3 separate regions of the Mus musculus genome follow, and regions 1 and 2 are each linked to region 3. Evidence: chromatin contacts called from public HiChIP or PLAC-seq and promoter capture Hi-C data. All regions are on one chromosome and are shown on one strand. Each heading gives the region's core, a stretch centred on a gene start, on an enhancer-like site or on the middle of the called end of the contact. The rest is flanking DNA. Distances are from core to core; before and after follow the strand shown.

What was found. Promoter capture Hi-C pulls out the DNA fragments that hold promoters and counts their contacts. HiChIP or PLAC-seq counts read pairs in DNA pulled down with a chosen protein or histone mark.
Region 1: a promoter capture Hi-C map of hippocampal neurons shows a contact between it and region 3, with 4 times the contacts expected there. The contact joins the promoter of Tbkbp1 here to the promoter of Snx11 in region 3. A contact is called at or near these places in 3 of 39 promoter capture datasets (hippocampal neurons, liver and pre-B cells), 3 of 484 Hi-C or Micro-C datasets (embryonic stem cells and myocytes) and 1 of 9 other capture datasets (pancreatic islet).
Region 2: a contact with region 3 is called in an H3K27ac HiChIP or PLAC-seq map of embryonic fibroblasts, with 5 times the contacts expected there. The contact joins the enhancer-like site here to the promoter of Snx11 in region 3. A contact is called at or near these places in 5 of 39 promoter capture datasets (the 3T3-L1 cell line, the SN4741 cell line, embryonic stem cells and 1 more), 3 of 115 datasets of contacts at active chromatin or transcription factors (embryonic basal ganglia, embryonic fibroblasts and embryonic stem cells) and 1 of 9 other capture datasets (liver).

What each region holds. Positions count from the first base shown.
Region 1 is chr11:97,148,101-97,151,759 of GRCm38.p6, forward strand. Tbkbp1 (TBK1 binding protein 1) reads right to left here and starts at 1,975. Exons shown (of 10, transcript NM_001372531.1): 1 at 1,891-1,975; 2 at 1,262-1,515; 3 at 845-967; 4 at 529-633. The coding sequence starts at 1,486.
Region 2 is chr11:96,405,497-96,409,715 of GRCm38.p6, forward strand. No RefSeq gene overlaps it. Among named protein-coding and RNA genes, the nearest start is that of Hoxb1, 42 kb to the left of the region's middle. Within about 2 kb of position 2,420, at least 44 of the 459 cell types and tissues checked have an H3K27ac peak or open chromatin away from gene starts, as enhancers often do. A contact at or near this core is called in embryonic fibroblasts, where this site is marked.
Region 3 is chr11:96,774,890-96,778,854 of GRCm38.p6, forward strand. It overlaps Snx11 (sorting nexin 11), which reads right to left and starts at 2,666. Exons shown (of 8, transcript NM_001163389.1): 1 at 2,566-2,666; 2 at 2,079-2,172.

The DNA of each region.
Region 1 (3,659 bases), core at 725-3,224, 370 kb after region 3:
ATGGCTTACCGTTTTTCTCTGCTTTTCAGATGAGGGGTGAGAGCTAAATAACTTGATCAAGGTCACAGCACAGGAGTTGGCAGAGACCTTATCTCCTGATACTGCCACCTGCCCACACACAAACGGCCACATGGCAACTCTCATCACGCTTGTGCTGGGACTATGGAGAGCTCTGGCACCTCTCTTGTCACTTATACCCTCTCCCAGACACTATACTATACTATAGGTACAGGGTTGATGCAGTGTGAGAGCCAAATACACACACACACACACACACACACACACACACACAGCATCCTAGCCCAAGGTACAGAGTCACCCATGACCCGGATGATACTGTCTCATTCACACGGCAAAGCAGGCATTCACAGACAGGGACGAGTGGATACAGGGAGTGTGCACGCAGCAGAGTGTGTGTGACACACAGGCAGCACACACTCATCGGGTTGGAATGCACGTAGAGAATCACATCACGTCAGATACCTCACACACACACACACACACACACACCCGCTCTCTGGGCCTCACCATCTCCCCCAGCTCTGTCTCCAAGTCGCTTTTCTCCACGCACAGTTTCTCGTAAGCCTGGATCATCTCCCCGAGCTGCTCCTCCTGCTCCTTACTCTTCTGCAACTGGGTAGGCCCGGAGAGGTGTGCCAGGGTCAGGACCAGCCTTGACAGGGAGCAGAGGGGGCTCCCAACCTCCCCAACCCTATTCCCAATAGAAACAGGAAGCGCTGAAGCTGATTTAGGGAAGGCGGGGGCAGGGCGGGGTTGAGGGCAAAGTGAGGGAAGCAGGAGGCTAAGGGAGTGGGGTTGGCTGGGAAGCGAAGCAAGGGCTTACCTCGTGTTGGAATTGGTTGAGTCGTTGCTGCAGACTGACCTTCTCCACCTCCAGCAGGGAGCCATCCTTGAGTTCATACAGAGGGAAGCCATGCTCCTCTCCAAAATCAGTGATCAGCGGATACTGTGGGAGGGTCGTCCTCTGAGAAGCCTGGCTTCCCATCCCAGGACCGCTCTGTCCCCCAACCCCACTGCCAGCTTCACAGGCGCCTCTCCCCGCCCCCTCCAATGGGACCCACCACTCCAAAGCTGGGCTCCTCCTCCACCCCTGAGATTGGCTGCAGGAGCAGAGCTCCTCATCCCCAAGGCAGCCACTTCTTCAGGGACCAGGCAGCCTCCAGTGCTGGCCACCTCTTGGGACCCTCCTGCCCTTGCAGGCAACTACAAGCTCAGCTCGCCATCACATCTAGGTTCTGACCTTGATCTCATAGACTTTGAGGCGACGGCGGAGGGTGGCATTCTCCCTCTCCAGGCCTCCTAGCCTTTCCTTGATGTCTCCGTAGGCTGTGATGAGGGCAAAGTGGGAGGCAGAACACATGTCCCCTCCCAGGGACGGGTCTCCAGGACCATCCAGCCACACCTCACTGGGCCCCAAGGCCTCTTGGGTCAGGATGCTGATGTCATCTTCAAACATGGACTCCATGGTAAGGGCTTCAGCCCACCCTGGGCCTCCTGAGAGTGCAGGAACAGAGTAAAGAGGACCACCTGCTCTTTGTTCCCAACTCTTCCATGCTGGTCTGAGGAACCTGTGGTAGCTGGGGAGCTTCAGCCAAGAGACAGATCTCACAACTAACTCTCTCTCTCTCTTCTCTCTCAAGTTTCTGCCCTATCCCCTGCTGTGACTGCTTATAGAAGGAAATGGAACCAGATAGACGTCATGAGTGGAGTGGGGGACAACTGATAAACAGGACCAAGGATCAGGGGCAGGGAGGAGAGACCTGTGGACAGATGGGAGGGAGGGCTGCTGTCCCAGCATTGGCACAGCCCAGAACCTGCCTAGACTACTCGGCTTGGTCTCCTCCCCAGACCTCCCTTTTCCCCAAGTACCTCGACAGCCGCCAAGATTCCCATCCCAGGCCTCTGTCGCCTGCTCCTAAGGAAGGCTAGTCCCGCTAGGCAGCCTGGCCTCTGTGGCCCCCGCCCAACTTCCTCCCGCAGGATCCCAGAGTTCAGGAAAAGGAAGTGCCTCCCCAAGTGCGCCGGGGCTGTGGCAACCGTCCAGGCGCAGACCTACAGGAAGTCCTTGGCTGAGTGTCAGAGGCAGCAAACTGGGCAAGGGGGCCTAGGAGAACCGAGACCATTAAGGGAGACTCCAGCTTGTCCTATTGTGCCTGCACTCAGGGAAATGGGGAGCCCTGGGAGGGGGGCAGGAATGACTCAGGGCTCCCAAAACGAGTAGGCAGCGAGGGGGTGCGTGTGTACATCTCCGGGCCCTTGTTTATGAATGTGTGGCTGTGGCTGCCATGTGGGGGGGAGTGTGTGTCTGTGAATGAGTGTAGGTGTGCCGCCGTCAATGAGTGCTTTTGCGGGGCGGAGGACCGGGGTCAGCGCGGAGTTCGGGAGTGACCAGAGGTTGTGTATGTGTGTGTGTGTACGTGTGTGTGCGCGCGCGCGCGTGTGAGCACGCGTGCGTGAGCGTGTGGGTAGGGTGGGCACGTTCGGGCCGAGTGTCACGTGAGGCACTATGGGAATGTCCGAGGTGTGTGCGCGCGCTGGAGCGTGTGTGCGCTCCGGCGAGGGGGCTCGGTCCGAAGGCGCGAGTTCCGACAGTGCAGGCCTCGGGTCCCCCATCCCCCAGCCTCGGCTAAGTGCCGGAGCGACAGACGCGTGTGACAGGTCTGAGTAAGGAGCGTGTGCGCGTGTTTGAAGGGCTGGCCCCACCTTTAACCCTCTCTTGCCCACGCCACCCCTCCCCCTACTCTGCCGACCAGAGCTCACTACACACCCCACCCCCATCCCTGCCCACGATCTCCGGCCATCACCCCCACTCTCGAGGACTCCGTGTCCCCACACACCCCGGCCGTGCGACCCGAGCTGCCTTCCTCCGCATCCTGGGGCCGCGCGCCGAGCGCCCGCGCAGGCTACTGGGGAGGGGGCGCCCGTCCCCGCCTGGCCCCTCCGGCGGCCCCTTTAAGAGCGGCTCTTTAAACCCCCTCGGGCTCGGCGGACAGAAACTGTCGCCCCTCCCCTCTGTGGGGCCGAGACCGCGCAGCCCCCTCCCCCACCGCGGCCGGGCTCCGGGCGGGCTACTGAGCGGCAGCCGCCCCGCAGGCCGGAGGCTGCGGGCAGCGGCGCAGGACCCTTCCCCACTCTGCTCCCGGGCGCAGCGCCCGCCCACCCGCGCCCGGGCCCCGGCCTCCCGCGCCCCAAGCCGCCCCGGCCCGCCGCGCCCCTCCCCCTCCCCCAGCCCGGGCCCCGGCCCGCACTCACGGCTGCCGCGGGCTCCTGCTCGCAGTCGCAGCGCACCCCTCCGCCGGCTCCCTCCCCTGACGGGCCCCAGCGCCCCCACCCCCTGGCACCGCGCGCCGCTCCGCGCCCTGCCGCCGCCGCCGGGTCTCTCCCCACCCCCTCCCCTCCCCTCCCGGCCCCCTCCCTCCCGCTCGCCCGCCCCGCTCCTCCTCCGCCGCCGCCGCCGCCGTCTCCTCCGCCTCCTCCTCCCCGGCTGCTCCGGGTCTCTCCAGCTGGACCGGCGCCCGGGACCCCGCGGTTGCCACCACCACGTGGCGAGGGGCGGCGGCCCCCGCGGTGCGGTCCGGCTGAGGCTGGCAGCGCGCCGGGCGCCCACCAGCTCCCCGCCGTGCGGCCTCCCCTCCCCG
Region 2 (4,219 bases), core at 1,170-3,669, 370 kb before region 3:
CAGATTCTGTCCCTGAGCTCCCAGCACTTGATTTCATTTGCCTGCTTTGTTTTCATGTGTGTCTCTTTAAAAGACAAGAAACACCTCCAGGGAAAGATTTGTAACCAGAATTCACTTTCGTCTTAAGCATCTAACCAGCACATTCCACACACATTGAGTAAATGGAATAATCAGAAGGAGCAAGAAGACAAAGACAAGTCAGTCAGAGGGATCCAGGCCCTGCAAACCAAAGCCAAAGCCAAAGCCAAGCTCCACCTCCAAACCCTGAGCAGAGCCGTATTCTTCAGCATAGCCTGAGCCTGCGAGAGAAGTCTAAAGTGATCCTGGCTTTGAAGACTTGACCTTGTCAGTATTGACGTTGCTACCTCTCACTGTCACTGCTGTGCTGTTAATAATGTCACAAAGAAATTTGTCAGGGCTGAGGACAGCTGATAACATGCCATCGTTTTGAGTACGACATAAGTCATCTCTCCATGATAGAGCATCGTTTAGGGACAAGTGCAACAATACATTTTCTACATTCGATTTGTGAAACCATTAACACACTGCTCGGTGTTCAAATTTCATATCCCTTTTTCTTTTCCTGTATGTGTGTTGCATGCATTTGTGTGTGTGTGTGTGTGTGTATATATATATATATATATATATATATATATATATATATATGTATATGTTTGTGTGTATATGTGTGTCTGTGCATGTAGGTCAGAGGTCATACCGGGCATCCTCATCTGCTGTTCTCCACCTTTGTTTTTTGAGACTGGGTCTCTCACTTAATTTGGAGGCCATCAACTTGACTAGGCTGGTTGGGCAGGAAACCAGGAGACATCCTCCTGTCTTCACCCCCCCCCAGCCCCTCCAGTGCTGGGGTACAGATGCTGTTCGCGGTGTCTGGCTTTCTGTGGTGCTGAGATTCTGAACTCAAGTCCTCATGCTTGCCCTGTAGGCACTTTGTCCACTAAGCTATCTGGCCAGCCTGGACAAGCATTTAAAAACAAACTGCTTTGTTGGGGGTGTCCTTGACATACAAAAAGCTTTAGGCACTTAATGTATATACAGTTTGATGAGTCTGGAGCTAAGTATTCACCTGGGAGATCATAACTACAATCGACACCATAAACACAGCCACATCTCCAAAACACTATATGCCTTCTAGGGCACTACTTAGAGTAGATTGGCACCAGCGAGACTCTTCTAGAAAGTAGGCTGCCTTCTCTTCTGCATCCTAGACCACAGAATCCAGTTAGGTATCCCTCTGCTGGTTACAAACTCACAATCCTTTCCCTTAGGTTTTCCCAGGGCTGGGATAACAGACCTGAGTGGCCATACCTGGCATCGGCCCTCCCCGCCCTGACCCCCATTTTGAAGAAGAGAAACCGAAGACCAGAGTCAGAGCAAACACACATTCCCACTGTGAGAAGAGCTAAGATTTGAACGAAGGTCTCCTAATTCATAGTCAAACACTTAGAAACCACACCATTGCTCCTGAGGTCTATTCTGGACCCTTTAGCCACAGCTCGGATGGGAAACAGTCTGCCCGCAAAGGTGCCTGATCCAGAGTTCGCTATTCTGCTAGGGTAATGCCTCTGCATTCTGTCTGTCTTGCAAGCTTCAAGTCTAAGCCTCGTCTCACTTCTTGGACTGTTTCAGGCCTAGGTAGGAGAGATGGGTTGCCCTTTGATTCTTCGCTCTTTCAGATGGCTAAGGAGTTCCAAACTCCCTCTGAGAAGCGCTACCACAGAATATGCTTTCCAATGGGAAAAGACATGGGCTCTTCCACCCCAGCCCCAGGAGACACGCCGACAGGCATAGGAGGGGAAAGGACAGTTCCTTGTACTATAAATATTTCTCCAGCGTCTCCCGTAAATCTCCAGCTGTGTCAGTGAGGCAAGGGGAAGAGTTAGAGCCGATTAGAGACCATATTCTCCCAGAGGAGGGCAGGCCTGCCCGTCAACCCATCCCCAATGGGCCTAGGGACCACCTCGGGAGGAAGCTATTCCTGACAGCTTTCCAGGCAGCTCCTGGGCACTGATTCCGGGGCGCCGAGATCTTAGAGAAGGACAGACACTACGTTCCCCTTTACCCCCTGCCCTTTGTGGCGCGGACTCCTGGGTCGTCCAGACTATGCCCTCTTCCGAGGTGAATGGGGGGACCGGCAGGGCACAGAGGGAGAACTGAGACGTGACACAAGCAAACTGCCCGGGCCGGTGGGTGATTTATGAAGTGCTGAAAAGCATCTTCGAAGCTGTCATTTATCTTGCAGCTCTCAGCCTAAATAAACACAGAATCCGCCTAATTATAGTTACAGTAGAAACACAACACCGAACCACCTCGCCGTCACTGCCAGCTCCTCTCCTGCGTGGCTCCGCCACTGGCGTGGACCCCACATCAGCCCACAGCTGCACCCTAGCGGCCGCCGCCGCTGTGCGCCAAAAGCTCCAGGTTCCCAGCCACCGGCTTTGGCTCTGATTCTTGCCAGACTCTCCCCTTTCCTCGCCCCTGTCCCTTGCCAATTCCGTGCTATGTGGCTGCAGCAGGATGGAGGGACTCTAGGCCTGGATTCTCTTTCCCTGACCTCCTTGGAGTTTTCTTGGGTTGTGGGAACCTGGCCTGGCCCAGGGTCTTCTTCACGGACAAATAAACTCTCTCCTTGTGGTTGATCTGGAAAGAAGTTCCGGGTGTCACTTATGGTAGAGAAAAAGACACCCTTTCGTTGCTTGGTGATTTTGTGGAAGTCTCCTCCAGCTTTATGTTCGGTCCTCCCTTTCGCTAGTCTTGTTACTGGGTTTGAATTTGGAACTCCCCCCCCCCCTTTGGTGTATTGGAGGCCTCTTGCCTGGAGATTCACTTCTATGCTGTTCTTCAGAGCAAAGTGGTAAATGCTTAAAAAAGAACTTGGACAATGATGGTCTAGGGCGGTTCTGAATGAAATGTTTATCCACTTAGTCACATGCTCCAATTCAGTCCTTGTACTGGAGAGGCGGGGTGGGGGAGGGGAGATGGGGCAAGGACTCTGTGTGTGTGTGTGTGTGTGTGTGTGTGTGTGTGTGAGAGAGAGAGAGAGAGAGAGAGAGAGAGAGAGAGAGACAGTAAAAGAACCTACTAGTTTTTAATACCCAGAAAAAAACCCAGTCCCCTCAAACTCTGCAACCCCCCCCCCCCAAAAAAAAAACGCTTTCTGCAAAATGAGGATTCTAGAGCCCAAGGCTCTGCATCATCGGACAGCTCATGACGTCATCCTCAGAGTGTTAACTTACACATGTGGGCATATACATTACGCGGGGCGGATAACTCACTCCTAATTTACTGCTGTCTTCTTCTCCGTGTGGAGGATCTTGTTCCTGTCGACAAATTTGGGGATCTAATAACAAAGTAGCGGAAGGATTCATCAGGGCAGGTGTAATCTGAGCTGGCCCCTGGAGGATGTGGGCTGCAGAGACGGGTATAAATAATTATTACCACCCACAAGTTGAGTGGGAACACAGGGAAGGCCTTGAGGAAAGAGAAAGCAGGCCCCGGAGAGGAAGCACAACTCCTGGGAACTCTTGTAGTGTGGGACCCGGAACCCAGGCCTTTACCATGCCAGGGAAACCCTCTACAGTTAATTAAGCCCCACCCTGAAATCCATTTTAAATCCTTGTTTTGGTTACCCCCAAATGAGAAGGTTAGGACGAACTCCCCTCTCCTCTTTCAAGGAAACTACAGCAGTCAAAGCAATGGCCCCATCTGACTGTCCAGGGGTTTGAGCATCTTAACATGAGTTTTGACTTGACTTCCTCTTGGTCTGTGGGTCCTTCCCCTCTTGAAAGAGCAGAATTTCCCCTCCTCAAAAATCTAGACCATTCTCTTAAACCACTCTAAGAATGGCTGGGCTTTCCCTGGGTCCTCAGAGGAGTGTAAGAAAGGAGAGATCCATTTTTTTTTTTTTTTTACCAGTTACGCTACTGCTTATCCATTAAAGTAAGATAAAAATACCTGTTCCCTGCCCAGTTCCCAGAACACCAATTCAAATGAATGAGGATGTAAAAGCTCACGGAAAGAAAATCTCTCCCCAGGTAGTTCCAGATGAAAGAACAGCTCCTTAGCACTTCCAGTGAGTTAGACAATGAGGGCTCTCCTTAGAGCTGGCTGGAGTAATCTCTGCATTTTTTTAAAAATTCCTTTTAAGTAAGAAGGAGGCCTCACTGCTCAGTATGGTTGAGTGACTTTCCTGAAGACA
Region 3 (3,965 bases), core at 1,416-3,915:
CTTGCTAACCAAAGTCACCTCCATACAGGTGGGTGCTCCTAGGGGTGAAGAGGCCAGCTACAGTTTACCACCTTCCCTGACCAGCTAGCTCTCCAGACCTGGAGCCAACCACTACAATCAGTTGCGATCCTGCCATGCCATCCGGTTTGTACCTCTGCCCAAGCACCCCACAGCTTCTCAGGTCAACTCAGGATGCATTCCGCTCCTTTGTAAAGATTCATTAAAGCCTAAGCCACTCATTTCCCCCAGTGTGGTAGTTTATGCGTACAGCGACATCGCCCACTCCAACACGGGGACCATGAAGGCTGGAACACAGGGTTACTGGATTCCAAAGGGGCCCATGATGTCACCTTCTGTTAAAATACAGCACTAATCTTGTTACTCCTAGAGCCGCTCCAACTGCAGCCACCCTGGCTGCCGCCTCCACCCCCTTCCTCTCTCTTAAGAGCAGAACAATAAGGTTTAATTTCCCTTTCCAATTTACCTTGAAATGAAAACTGACTCCAGCCAATATGTACTGCCAACAAATGATGCGGGCTGGCTCCTGGGAAAACAAGGCTCTCTCTAAGCTCTCCCTCTCTCCTCCTCCCATGCCCATCCGCACACCCACTCGTTTTTTACAGTCCCACAATTAATTTTAAACACATTCTCTTATTAGTTCTGCCTTACCATTAGCAGAGTGCATAATGAGCTTCCGTCTATTTTATGTTTTGCTAACATAGGGCTAATGTTTCAAAGGAAGGGAAACTCGTTTACGGCATGAAATTAGCAAAGCAAACAGCTTTTGCAATTCTTCCCAATATCCCAGAAGGTCTCTCTACAGACAGACATGGCATGCGGGGACAAAGCTGCATGGCAGATAACAAAACAGAGCTGAACTGTGGAGCAAACCCGAGGTTTTGTGATTTCAACACCATAATAAACAGCATTCTTGCTGACAGTCTGATTTTTTTCATCCGCAGCAGTCACCACCTCCAAGAGGCCCTAGACTGAAAGGCAGGAAATCTCAATTCCCCAATAACCCAGTCCGACAGTCCAGACGGGTACAGACAAAGATCTGTGACCAAAACCAACAGGCTTTCTGTGAATATTAATTAGCCTGCTGGGATTTCCCCCTCTCTTCTCCTCTTAGGCGCTTGCTAAACTGCCAACGGAAGAACAGAAAGTTAAATATTCTTAAGTGGTTTTGTTGTTGTTGTTGTTGTTTGGTTTGGTTTGTGTTTGTAGTACAACAGAAAAGATGACAAGAAAGAAAGGCATCTATCCACTTAGGGGAGATCACACCACTCTGCCTGGAAAAGTCTGTGAAACTCAAGACTCTAGTTCAGTAACTGTTCATCAGACGTTTGGTATAAAGAGTTTGCTAGGGGCCTGCAGCACCCCCATGTGGAAGTTTTTCTCCTTTGTTTTGGAGCTAATGTCATAGAGAAACAAATAAACTGTCTTTTAAGACATTCCAAGTCTCCTGGGTCTCTGTAGGCTCAAGGCTAAGCGTAAAAGGCACTAAGAAGGTTCTGGTGGTCAATTTCCCCTAAGACACTGAGACTGCAAAAAGCAGACTCCGTTTCCAACAACCACTGCTCTTCATCACTGTCCTTCCCAACGACACCACTCTCAGTCGTTATTCCTGGAGAAACAGCAAGTTCTTAACTTCACCTCCATGACCCGTCCAAAGAGGTGGATCTGTGCATCCATTAAGGAAGGGCAGAGTCAAGTAACCTCGAAAGGTGAGGAAACTTACTCCATGCTAACTACATTCCCGGGGCCTTTTCCATCCCATCTGAAGCGCTCACTGCTTCCCTCGGCAGTACCAGCACCCATAGTCCCGGGAAAGAGCCAAGGGGTTTGGTGTGTACAAAGTTTGACGCATTGTAAAGCTCACAGCTGCTAATTCAGGGGAGCAATTCAAAGCTTTCTCATTTTCTCCGCCTCTTAAAACTACTTCAAGGGACACGTAAAAAACACATCAGGCTGTAAAAAAGATTGCACCAAGGAGTCTCCCGCCCCTCCTTACTCGTTCTTGAGCCTTTGGTGTCAACAGACAGCAATTCTAAAACCTCGCCTTCCTAAATACCCACAGGTGTTCGAGGAAGCTCTTCCGCCTGACAGAAAACCTGTCCCGTCCATCAAGCAGCTGTTCTCATTTTTCAGTCGGTAACCCACTCCTTTCACCTGCAAGTAACAAAGGAAGAGCATAGTTTCCAGTATCTGCGAAAAATATCTGCCATTCCCTTCCACTGCCGGCCACTTGGGTAGACATCCCTAATTCTGACTCCGGCCACTCCTTTCCATTCTTTAGCAAACTCAGATGGAAACCAGCCCAACGGTCCTTCTCTTTTCCCGGCTAAATCGGGACGGAAAGACGATTTTCAAGGTATATTGAAAAGCCAGGCTTCCTTTCTTCTTGGGTCCCAGCAAGCCCTCACTTTCATACCAGGCAGTAAGGCAGCCCCCTCCCTAGTGTGTCAACCGAGGCCATCACTCAAATGCCACCACCACGGCTCAAGCCAGCATCCCATTCCCAAGCAGCACCTACGAGCCGCGGCCACGCCCACGCCCCCTCACCTGAGAGCAGCAGCAGCAGCTCTCCACAGCGACACCACCAGCACCGCACCATATAGTCCGATACCGGCTTCTCCTTCCGGGTGAGTCGCCGGTGCCCCGGTGCACGACGGGAGGCGGCTCCCGACGGGCCAATCCTGAGTGTCCCGGACGCCCCACCCCTGAAGACCAGGGCTCTCAGTGGCGATCGCTGGTCAGAGGAGGCTCTCCATCCCGCCCAGGCCTAAGCTGAAATCCGCATCTTTCCGGAAATCGCTAGGGGGCGCGGGAGGCGGAGCGCAAAGACCGAGACCCCGCAAAGTCCACTCCGGTGCCGTGTCCCGCCCACCGCCATTAGGCGGGCCAATCAGCGCTCAGGGAACGTGTTTGAAGGCCGACGAAAGCATCTTAGGAGCCTAAACGTCTTCAGGGTGTTAAAGAGCAGTAAGTGTGGGAGGTTTCTCGCGTTCCTGAAGCCTTACTAAGATCTAAGATCTCGAAAGTCTGGGTTTGAACCTCAGAGGTTGCAGTTCCCCATCTAAACTGTCAAGGGCACTGCCAGTTTGATTTGGAAAACCCACAGATTATCCCAACAGCAGACGAGAAAGTTGACAACAGTTGTCAAGCCCAAAGAAGGATCATACAGTTAGTAAGCAAGAAAAAGCCGGTGAAAATGCTTACTATAGAAATATCTAAAGTCCGGGCTGGAGAGACGGCTCAGGGGGTAAGAGCACCCGACTGCTCTTCGGAAGGTCCTGAGTTCAAATCCCAGCAACCACGTGGTGGCTCACAACCATCTGTAATGAGATCTGATGCCCTGTTCTGGAGTGTCTGAGGACAGCTACAGTGTACTTACATGTAATAAATAAATACATCTTTTTTAAAAAGACAAAAAAAAATATCTTAAAGTCCTCTTAAGCCAATGGAAGTGGCTCACGCCCAGAATCCTAACACTTGGCCATTAAAGACATATAGTGAGCTCTAGGATACGGAGTAAGGCTGTTGGAAAACACAAACGAAAAGCCTCCTTGATCTGTTAAAAAGTTAATTTTAGGGCTGGTGAGATGGCTCAGTTGGTAAGAGCACCCGACTGCTCTTCCAAAGGTCTGAAGTTCAAATCCCAGCAACCACATGGTGGCTCACAACCATCTGTAATGAGATCTGACTCCCTCTTCTGGAGTGTTTGAAGACAGCTACAGTGTACTTACATATAATAAAAATAAATAAGTCTTTAAAAAAAAAGTTAATTTTACCTCTGTAACCCCAGCACTTGGAAGTAGAGGCAGGAACTGAAGGCCAACGCCAACTATATAGTGAGTTTCAGGCTAGCTTGGGCTACCTAAGACCCTGCCTCAAAAACAGCAAGACAGGAGTTGGCAAAATGGCTTCAGAAGATGAGTTCAGGACCCCCAAATTCACACAGT